Regions from separate parts of the Pan troglodytes genome. Here region 2 is linked to region 1. Evidence: chromatin contacts called from public HiChIP or PLAC-seq data. All regions are on one chromosome and are shown on one strand. Each heading gives the region's core, a stretch centred on a gene start, on an enhancer-like site or on the middle of the called end of the contact. The rest is flanking DNA. Distances are from core to core; before and after follow the strand shown. Region 1 holds the start of AZIN1 (antizyme inhibitor 1). Region 2 holds the start of ATP6V1C1 (ATPase H+ transporting V1 subunit C1).

What was found. HiChIP or PLAC-seq counts read pairs in DNA pulled down with a chosen protein or histone mark.
Region 2: an H3K4me3 HiChIP or PLAC-seq map of stem cell-derived excitatory neurons shows a contact between it and region 1, with 5 times the contacts expected there. The contact joins the promoter of ATP6V1C1 here to the promoter of AZIN1 in region 1. A contact is called at or near these places in 2 of 7 Hi-C or Micro-C datasets (blood and stem cell-derived neural progenitor cells) and 1 of 1 datasets of contacts at active chromatin or transcription factors (stem cell-derived excitatory neurons).

The regions. Positions count from the first base shown.
Region 1 is chr7:113,120,114-113,124,008 of NHGRI_mPanTro3-v2.0_pri, reverse strand. It overlaps AZIN1 (antizyme inhibitor 1), which reads left to right and starts at 1,985. Exons shown (of 12, transcript NM_001301719.1): 1 at 1,985-2,371. It also overlaps the pseudogene LOC104007709.
Region 2 is chr7:113,274,512-113,278,406 of NHGRI_mPanTro3-v2.0_pri, reverse strand. It overlaps ATP6V1C1 (ATPase H+ transporting V1 subunit C1), which reads right to left and starts at 1,770. Exons shown (of 13, transcript XM_001155312.6): 1 at 1,522-1,770.

The DNA.
Region 1 (3,895 bases), core at 736-3,235:
ATCTCGGCTCACTGCAACTTCCGCCTCCCAGGTTCTAGAGATTCTCCTGCCTCAGCTTCCTGAGTAGCTGGATTACAGCCATGTGCCACCATGCCCAGCTAATTTTGCAGTTTTAGTAGAGCCGGGTTTTCTCCATGTTGGTCAGGCTGGTCTCGAATTCCCGACCTCAGGTAATCCGCCCTCCTCGGCCTCCCAAAGTGCTGGGAATACAGGTGTAAGCCACTGCGCCCAGCCTCCAATGTCTTCTTGATGTCACCCTAATCTACCTTTTCAGTCTCATTTGCAACCATGCCCCTATGCTGGAACCAGAAAGGCTATTCACAATTCTCTAAACCCACCCACTTCTGTGCCTTCTCTCATCCGTTTCCCTTGCCTGGAACACTGGAACATCTACTCTCAAAATCACCAAACAGGCGAGTTTGGTGAAAAAGGAAGCACCTTTGTCTAGAAAGGCTTTTCTCAAAATCACTCTTTACCTTTCCCCAGCAGCCTTTCTCTCACTTAGCTGCAATCATCTCTTCCCTCCACTTGGTCCTTGCAGCATTTTATTTGTATCAGCCAACAATTTATTTTGTATTGCTGTCTTATTTCCCCTGCTAGATTGTAAGCAAGGTTTCAAATACTGTATTCATCTCTAGTTTTTCTTCCTCCACCAGAGAGGGTCTAGTGAATGGCTGTGCTTTCAAATGTTCTGAATAGAACAGAACTTTGAAGAAATAAAAGACAGAGCCAAGATATAGCCGAGCAAAATAAGGAAAAACAAAATCAGGAATGCGTCCACAGCTCCTGATTCTACCGAATACTCTCTCATACAGCCTCGCAAGATATCCTGCTTTTCCACACAGGAAGGTCGCTTTCTTCCTTTCACATTTGATGATTTATTAATCAACCACAGTGCTGCTCAAAGTACACAGAGGGTTCGGAAGAATGAAAGGGAAAAAAGTCAGGGTCTTAATATCAAAGATCTTAACTTTAGAGGGGTGTGTCAACACATATTCCATTTGTGCTATGTGTTGCGAAGCGTAGCAGCACGAGAGAACTCGGGGTCTCTGATCATGATCATTAGTGCTGAGGCATCTAAAAAAGATGAAAATAAATTAAAAGCTATGTAGGTAATCTTAGAACCCCTAGTAAAAAAGTCTGTTGTGGAGTAGAAAAATTAAAACGACCGCGAAAATGAGACCTAGGGGATTGAAGTAATGTGCGCTTGTAACATCAGTAATCCCCTCTCCAACGCGGGTCCTGCTTGGGACTGACTCCACCAATCCTTTTAAAAATGAAGACATAAAAGCCATATTCCTTTAAAAAATTTCCACTGCACCGTATTGCAACGTTCGAGCACTGAGGACATTTTCACGTGGTCACAACCCTTTTTAACACCCGGACACTGGGCCGGTCCTTTCTGGCCACGAGGAACTCGCTTCCCTAAATGAGTACCGCATCACCGAGGGCGGGCGCCTCAGCCCGGGAGGACACTCCCCAGGGTAAACTACAGGCCTCACAAAGCGGAGGGAGCTGGACGCGAAGGCTCGGCAGCGGCGCCGACAGGCTTACCCCAGGCCCACTCTAGGCCGCACAGGGTTCGCGCCACCTCCGGCCCAGGACAGCTCTCAGACGCTGCCAGCGTGGAGCTCGACCCGGCTCACAATGCGCCGGGCCCCGCAGCGTGAGCGCAGGCGCCCGAGAGGCGGCGGGGGTCGGGCGGACGGCGCGCTCCAGCCGAGCCGCCTCCTTCTCCCGGCCCACACCCGCGCGGCCGCCCTTCGCCTGCCGGGGAGCTGCGGGTGGCTGGAGGGCGGGAAGCGACCGGCCAGTCTGCACCTGCATGACCCGGTCGCGCGCCGACCCCTCCCCTCTCTCTCCCGGGCTCAGTCCTCCTTCCTCTTCCGTCCCCCTCCCTTTTCTCCGGGCTGCAACCGGGCTCCGCCCCGCTCGCGCGGCTGCCCGGCCAGCTGTGATGTCACCAGGCCACGCCCCCTAATATAAATACTGGCGTCGCTGGCGCCGCCTTCTCACACTTTCAGGCTCTGATCGCGGCCGCAGTTTTTCCTTTTTTCTTCTGCCGTCGCCTTCTCTGCCTCTTCTCATCCTTTCTCGCTCTGCTGCTCTGCAGTGTGACGAGTCCGAATCCTCTTCCCACCCAGCCCGCGCCTTTCTTCTTTTGCCTGCGCTGTTCTATTTCTCCTTCGGCCGCCGCCGCCACTGCTGCACACAGCTGGTGTCGGTGCCGCGCTTTTACCCCCAAGTCGTTCCCGCAGCCTATGGCCCAGGCCGCCTTGGGTATTTCTGCTCAAGGTAACCACATCCCTCTTTAAAAATTCCGCCGAAAAAGAGAAGACGCTTTACCCGACTCTTTGGGCCGTTATCTCACGTGAGTACCGAGCCGAGGAGCGCGGGAGGGGCCAGGACGCGGGGCTGGCCTTGGGGGGCGGCTGGGGGGCTCCGGCTGGGCCCCGCCGCCCTTAAGACGTCCCCGCAGCGCCCCGCGGCCGGCCGCCTCGAACATGGCGGCGGCGGCATGTGTGGCGGCTGTCTGTGCCCCCGGCGGCGGCGGCGGCGGGGCTGGGCGGCGGGCCGCGCCTCGGGACCTTCGGGCGGCTGCTGGACGCTTGGCGGAGCCGGAGCCACAGCAGTTGGGGCGAGGGGGCGTGTGCCAGTGGGGGAGCGCGCGGGGGTCTCGCCGCCGGGGGTCGCCGTCCCCTCCTGGCGGCGTGCGGCCCCCACCCCTCTCCCGTGGTGCATTGCTGTTTCCGGGGAGGGGGCCCGGCCGCAGCCCTGAGGGGCCGGGGTCCCGCAGCCCCTACCCCGCGGTGCGCCGCCGCCACCTTTGCCTCCCGAAGCCCGGCGGGCGGGCGGCGCTGTGGGCTGCAACGGCTGGGGTCCTGGTTATGAATGGAGCGGGGCGGGCCCCGCGCCGGCCTCTGGTGACAGCTGCGGAGGAAGTCGGATTCCTGGGGGGCGCGGGGAGCGCGGTCCCCCTCTGGTGGAGGAAAGTTGACGCCACTTGGGGCCTGGCGGCGGGGAAGCCCCGGTGTCAGGTAGCCAGCGAGAGGCCTTTGGCCCCTTCTGGAAGCCTCGAGGCTGCTGCTCCGCCCCTGCGGCGCTCCTGATTGGGTCAAGTCGCCTTCACTCACCCCAGTCACCTCCTGGAGCCTGAGGATTAGTCACCATGGCTTCGTTTTTCCGTCCGCGCCATGGTTCCTAGGCAGAAAGAGGGAGATTGGTAGACGGGTGGCTTATCAACTACTGTCTTGACTGCCAACAGTTGGTGGTGGTAACATGTTCTAACCCTTACACGGTATCCTGAATGTGTGTTTCGTAGACAAAGCTGCTGGTTCAGAAATCCGAAACAGTCGGGGACACAGTTTACCGCCTCATGTTTCAGCACATTTAACTGAATTTTGTGGTGGCATCTTGGTTATATTAGTTCTGTGTCCCGTCGTGTTTCTATCGTGAATTCCCAGACTGGGTGGGAATCTAAGGACTCAAAGGAGGGGGAATTGCCTTGTGCTCAGCGAAGGTTGATGTAGAGGTACATCAAAGCACAAAGTAGAAGTACATCAAAGCACATCAAATACAGCAAGGGTTGGCAGAAACATGGCTCATGATTGTCTAGAAAGGCCCTCATAATTCATTAATTTCTTTTACATATACGAGAGCGTGCAGATGCTGATCATGATTAGAAATAAGCCCCAAGGAGTTTAGGAAAGACTCCAAAAGAAAATGATTATCGGTGGTGATAAGTGAGGTCGAGTAGTCAGTGCCTTTCTCCCCCAAGGTTTTATTACATACATTTTCAAACAGAAGGTGAAAAAGAGTTATACTTCCACCTAGATTCTGTAATTAACATTTTGCCTTATTTGTCGATGCATTTCAAAGTAAAGTTGGAGACCCC
Region 2 (3,895 bases), core at 521-3,020, 150 kb before region 1:
ACTCACACCTTCACATTCCCTTTTCAGTCTCTTTTCAGATCTCAGGTCAAAAGTCATACCCTCTCAGAGCGAGAGGGTATGAAGAATATAAATAAAATTGTTTTAATCTTTAAAAAGTCATATTCTTAGCAATGCCTTTTTAAAATCTTCCATAATACACATGCCCCTACTACACTCTTTCATACCACTGTTATTCCTTCAAAGCACATTTCACGCTTGCTTGATTTTTAAAATCCATCCCCTCTGCTTGCCTGTAAGCTCTATAAAGACAATTTTCTAAACCCTACCATCAGCACTGTACCTGCATATAGCATGTATTCAATACACATTATTTGCATGAATAAGTAAACGACTACCATTCAAAAGTCCTCGTTACCTGACTCCCAACTTTCTTTCCCACTTCTCCGCAGTGCAATCCACTATAAAAGCTACTTCTGACTCCACCAGAAGCATTCCCTACCCCCATCTTCAGGCTTTCAAATCCTGTGGCTTTCCCTGCCTGTAAAATTATCCCCATTTCTCTCAACCTGTTCAAATCCTGAGGGCTTGCCAAGACTCAAGTTTTCTTTCCTCCAGAATATCTTCCCATAGTGCCAGTTTACACGTGTCGTTGCTCCACACTTTCAAAGCACTTCGCATTCTCTTTTTGGTAATTATACATAAACTACATCGTATTTTAACGTGTCCTGTGTGTAGACTTTTCTCTCCAACATTAGTGCTAACTCCTAAGGATAGACTGTTCACATCCCACCCGTTCCATTCCCAGAGCGGTGCTAAGTACTGGGCTCGCACTGAAGCATGTGATTTTTCCCTAACATACCAGAATTTTCCTCTGAAAAGAATACTAGCTTCCCCCTTACTCCTATTTCTCAAGTGATTCAATATGCCTTATGTGACTCTCACCAAGTTCTTTTCTAGGGGTTTGTTTTGTTTTGTTTTGTTTGCCTACCCTCCCCCATTCTACTAAAAAATAGTTGAGTTCTCTGGATTCCTGTTCTTTCTCATTCCTAGAGGGACCTTGTGTACTCTGTGAGGGTTCCTTGCCTGCAGTTAGGGGCTCCTAGGCCTTTAAACTGTCATCCCACCACCCCCGACCCCCCGACACCCGCGCCCCCCCCCAACACACACCCAGTGAAGGCACTTGCGCTAGCTGTGACCTCACACACACCACTCCATAGCCTCACCTGGACCTGTCACTTCATTCCCCTCAATCAGTCAGGCGGCGTGCATTCCTACCCAAGAAGAAAGATCCCAGACCGCTGTATCTCTCCTTTCTGCCTGTCATTAACTACCCACGAGAGCTCTTTCTCTTTTTCCCTCCTTCTCTTCCTTAGAGACGGAACCTAGGCCCAAGACGGTGAATTGGCGCCGAGAAAGCAGACACAGCCACCCAGCCAGCTCCAGCTCCAACGCCACGGTCTCTGCCCCCGCACCCACCCCCGTCCCTCCCAGGCAGCGACCGCGGCGCAAGCTTCGGCCTGACCAGGACTCCCCATCCGGGGAGAGCCATCGCTCACTGACCCAGGAAGGTGTCAAACGAGGAAGTAGCAGCAGTAACAAGTACGGAGGCAGGCAGCCTAGCGGACGCTATCGGCTCAGCGCTCCATCCCTTCCCGACCTAAGCTCCGGCCTCACGGCTTCCTCTACCCAAGCGAACACAGAACAAGTCACGTGCCAGCCCAGCAGTCAGCTGACCGCGGCGCGCGCTGCTCCGCCTACGCCCGCGCCACTGCGCAGCCGCAGCCGCTGCCACTGCCGGGCCTTGGGAGAGGGGCGGGACTAGGAGGCTACGGGGCGGCAAGGGGCCCCTAGATTCGGGGCTGATTGCTGTTGTTCCAGAGTGGGTGGGGTTTTCCGCTTCTTCCAGTGTTGCAAGTGGCGTTTTGTCCACCACTTGTAAACGTCAGCGCCACTTCAGGTTTCTGCGGGTCAGAAATTGTCTCCAGCCCCCTACAAGGGCTTCTCCACTTGGGGTTTTCTTCGTCAGCTAGGTTTTCTACCTAGTATACTGGCTAGTAGTTCATTTTAGCAGATTCACATTTTCCTGAAGTCCACTTAGACTTAATTTCATAAATGGTCCATGGAGCATTTACTGTGCGCCAAGCACTGCGCTCGTTCTTAGGATTGCCTACTGGAGAGAATCACTCCTTGCCACGAAAGCGCCTCATAAATAGTTGAAACCACATTAGATAGTGGGAAACCAAAGGTTTTAGGACAGAGGCATAGACAGGGGAAGGCATCTCCTTTGGAGAAAAATAGGTAACAAGCTCCTCCCAGGAACCCTGCTTATTTCATTAGCTTGGGGAGATAGATAGTAATGTCCTAATTTAGAACACAGAGTTTTAGAAGTAGTAGAAATTTTGAGATGTTCTAATTTAATCCTTTTAGATCTACAGATGAAGAAAGTGAGGGCACGGAGTTGTTCAGCGCAAGGGAATAGATACCAGGTGTTGAATCCAGGCTCTCCTACTTACTAGTTGTGTGACTTTACTCCTCTGAATTTCAGCCTGTTCACATGCAAAGTGGTGGTAATAATACCTTACACAGGTATTGTGAGGATTAAATGAAGCCTGTGGTTAGCACAGTGCCTGGTACATAGGAAACAACCAGTAAATGGTCGTCATTATTACTATGTATTATAGGACCCAGGTTTTCTGACCTATACTATGCCTTTTCTGCTGTGTCCCCCTACAGAAATTCACCACAGAATTTCTCAGAGCCTCAGTATTAGGTTGGACAGAAAGTAACAACCACCAGACTATCCCCAACCTGACGCTTTCACCAGTTTTGGATGAAGTTCACGCAATTACAATAACCAGTTCTATAACATGGCTTCAGCAACTTATCAGAATTCCAGAGGCTTTTATCTGCCATCACGAAATGAGCCTAAAGGCATTTTTTTTTTTTTGGTTAGGTCCACTAAAACTTTCTGCCATGATGCAAATGTTATCCTGTGCTGTCTGTACAGTACCCACTAGCTACATGGAGCCATTGAGCACTTGAAATATGGTTAGTGTGACTTAGTAACTGAATTTTAAAATTTATTTCACTTTAATTAAAATTTAAATAGCCACACGAGACCAGTGACAACAGCTTTAGACAGTGCAGTTTTAAGGTCTATGCTTGAACTATCTTGGTTTCTTCGTGCTTGTGTGTGGTCCTGAGGCAGACTTTTTGTCTTGGATTCTTAATTTCTAAACTGAATTATACCTCGCGCAACTTTCCAATGTTTTGGGGTTTTTTTTTAGTTTTGGGGGTTTTTTTGAGATGGAGTCTCGCCCTGTCGCCCAGGTTGGAGAGCAGTGGTGCGATCTCAGCTCACTGCAAACTCCACCTCCCGGGTTCAAGCGATTCTTGTGCCTTGCCCTCCTAAGTAGCTGGGACTACAGGCGTGCACCATCACACCCAACTAATTTTTGTATTTTTAGTAGAGACGGGTTTTCCTCATGTTGGCCAAGCTGGTCTCCAAGTCCTGAGGTCAAGTGATCCACCCACTTGGCCCTCCCAAAGTGCTGGGATTACAGGGGTGAGCCATCGTGCCTGGCCTCCAGTGTTTTAATTACCATGTTATACTTGGGAGGCAGTATAACAGAGTGTTCAGTAAATGTTAGCTCTAATTTTTATGAGGTTTAATGTATCTCACTTAAAAATTTAGCAAACATAGCTGGGCATGGTGGTGCATGCCTATAGTCCCAGCTACTCGGGAGGCTGAGGTGGGAGGACCCCTTGAGCCCAGGAGTTCGAGGCTGCAGTGAGCTAAAATTGCACCATACACTCCAGCCTGGGCAACAGAGCAAGACCCCATCTCAAAAAATCAAATAAAAATCTAGCAAAGATGTTTAATACAAGCAGGGCATGATTGCTCTCCAGTGGTTTCTAATAGTAAAGTAATATG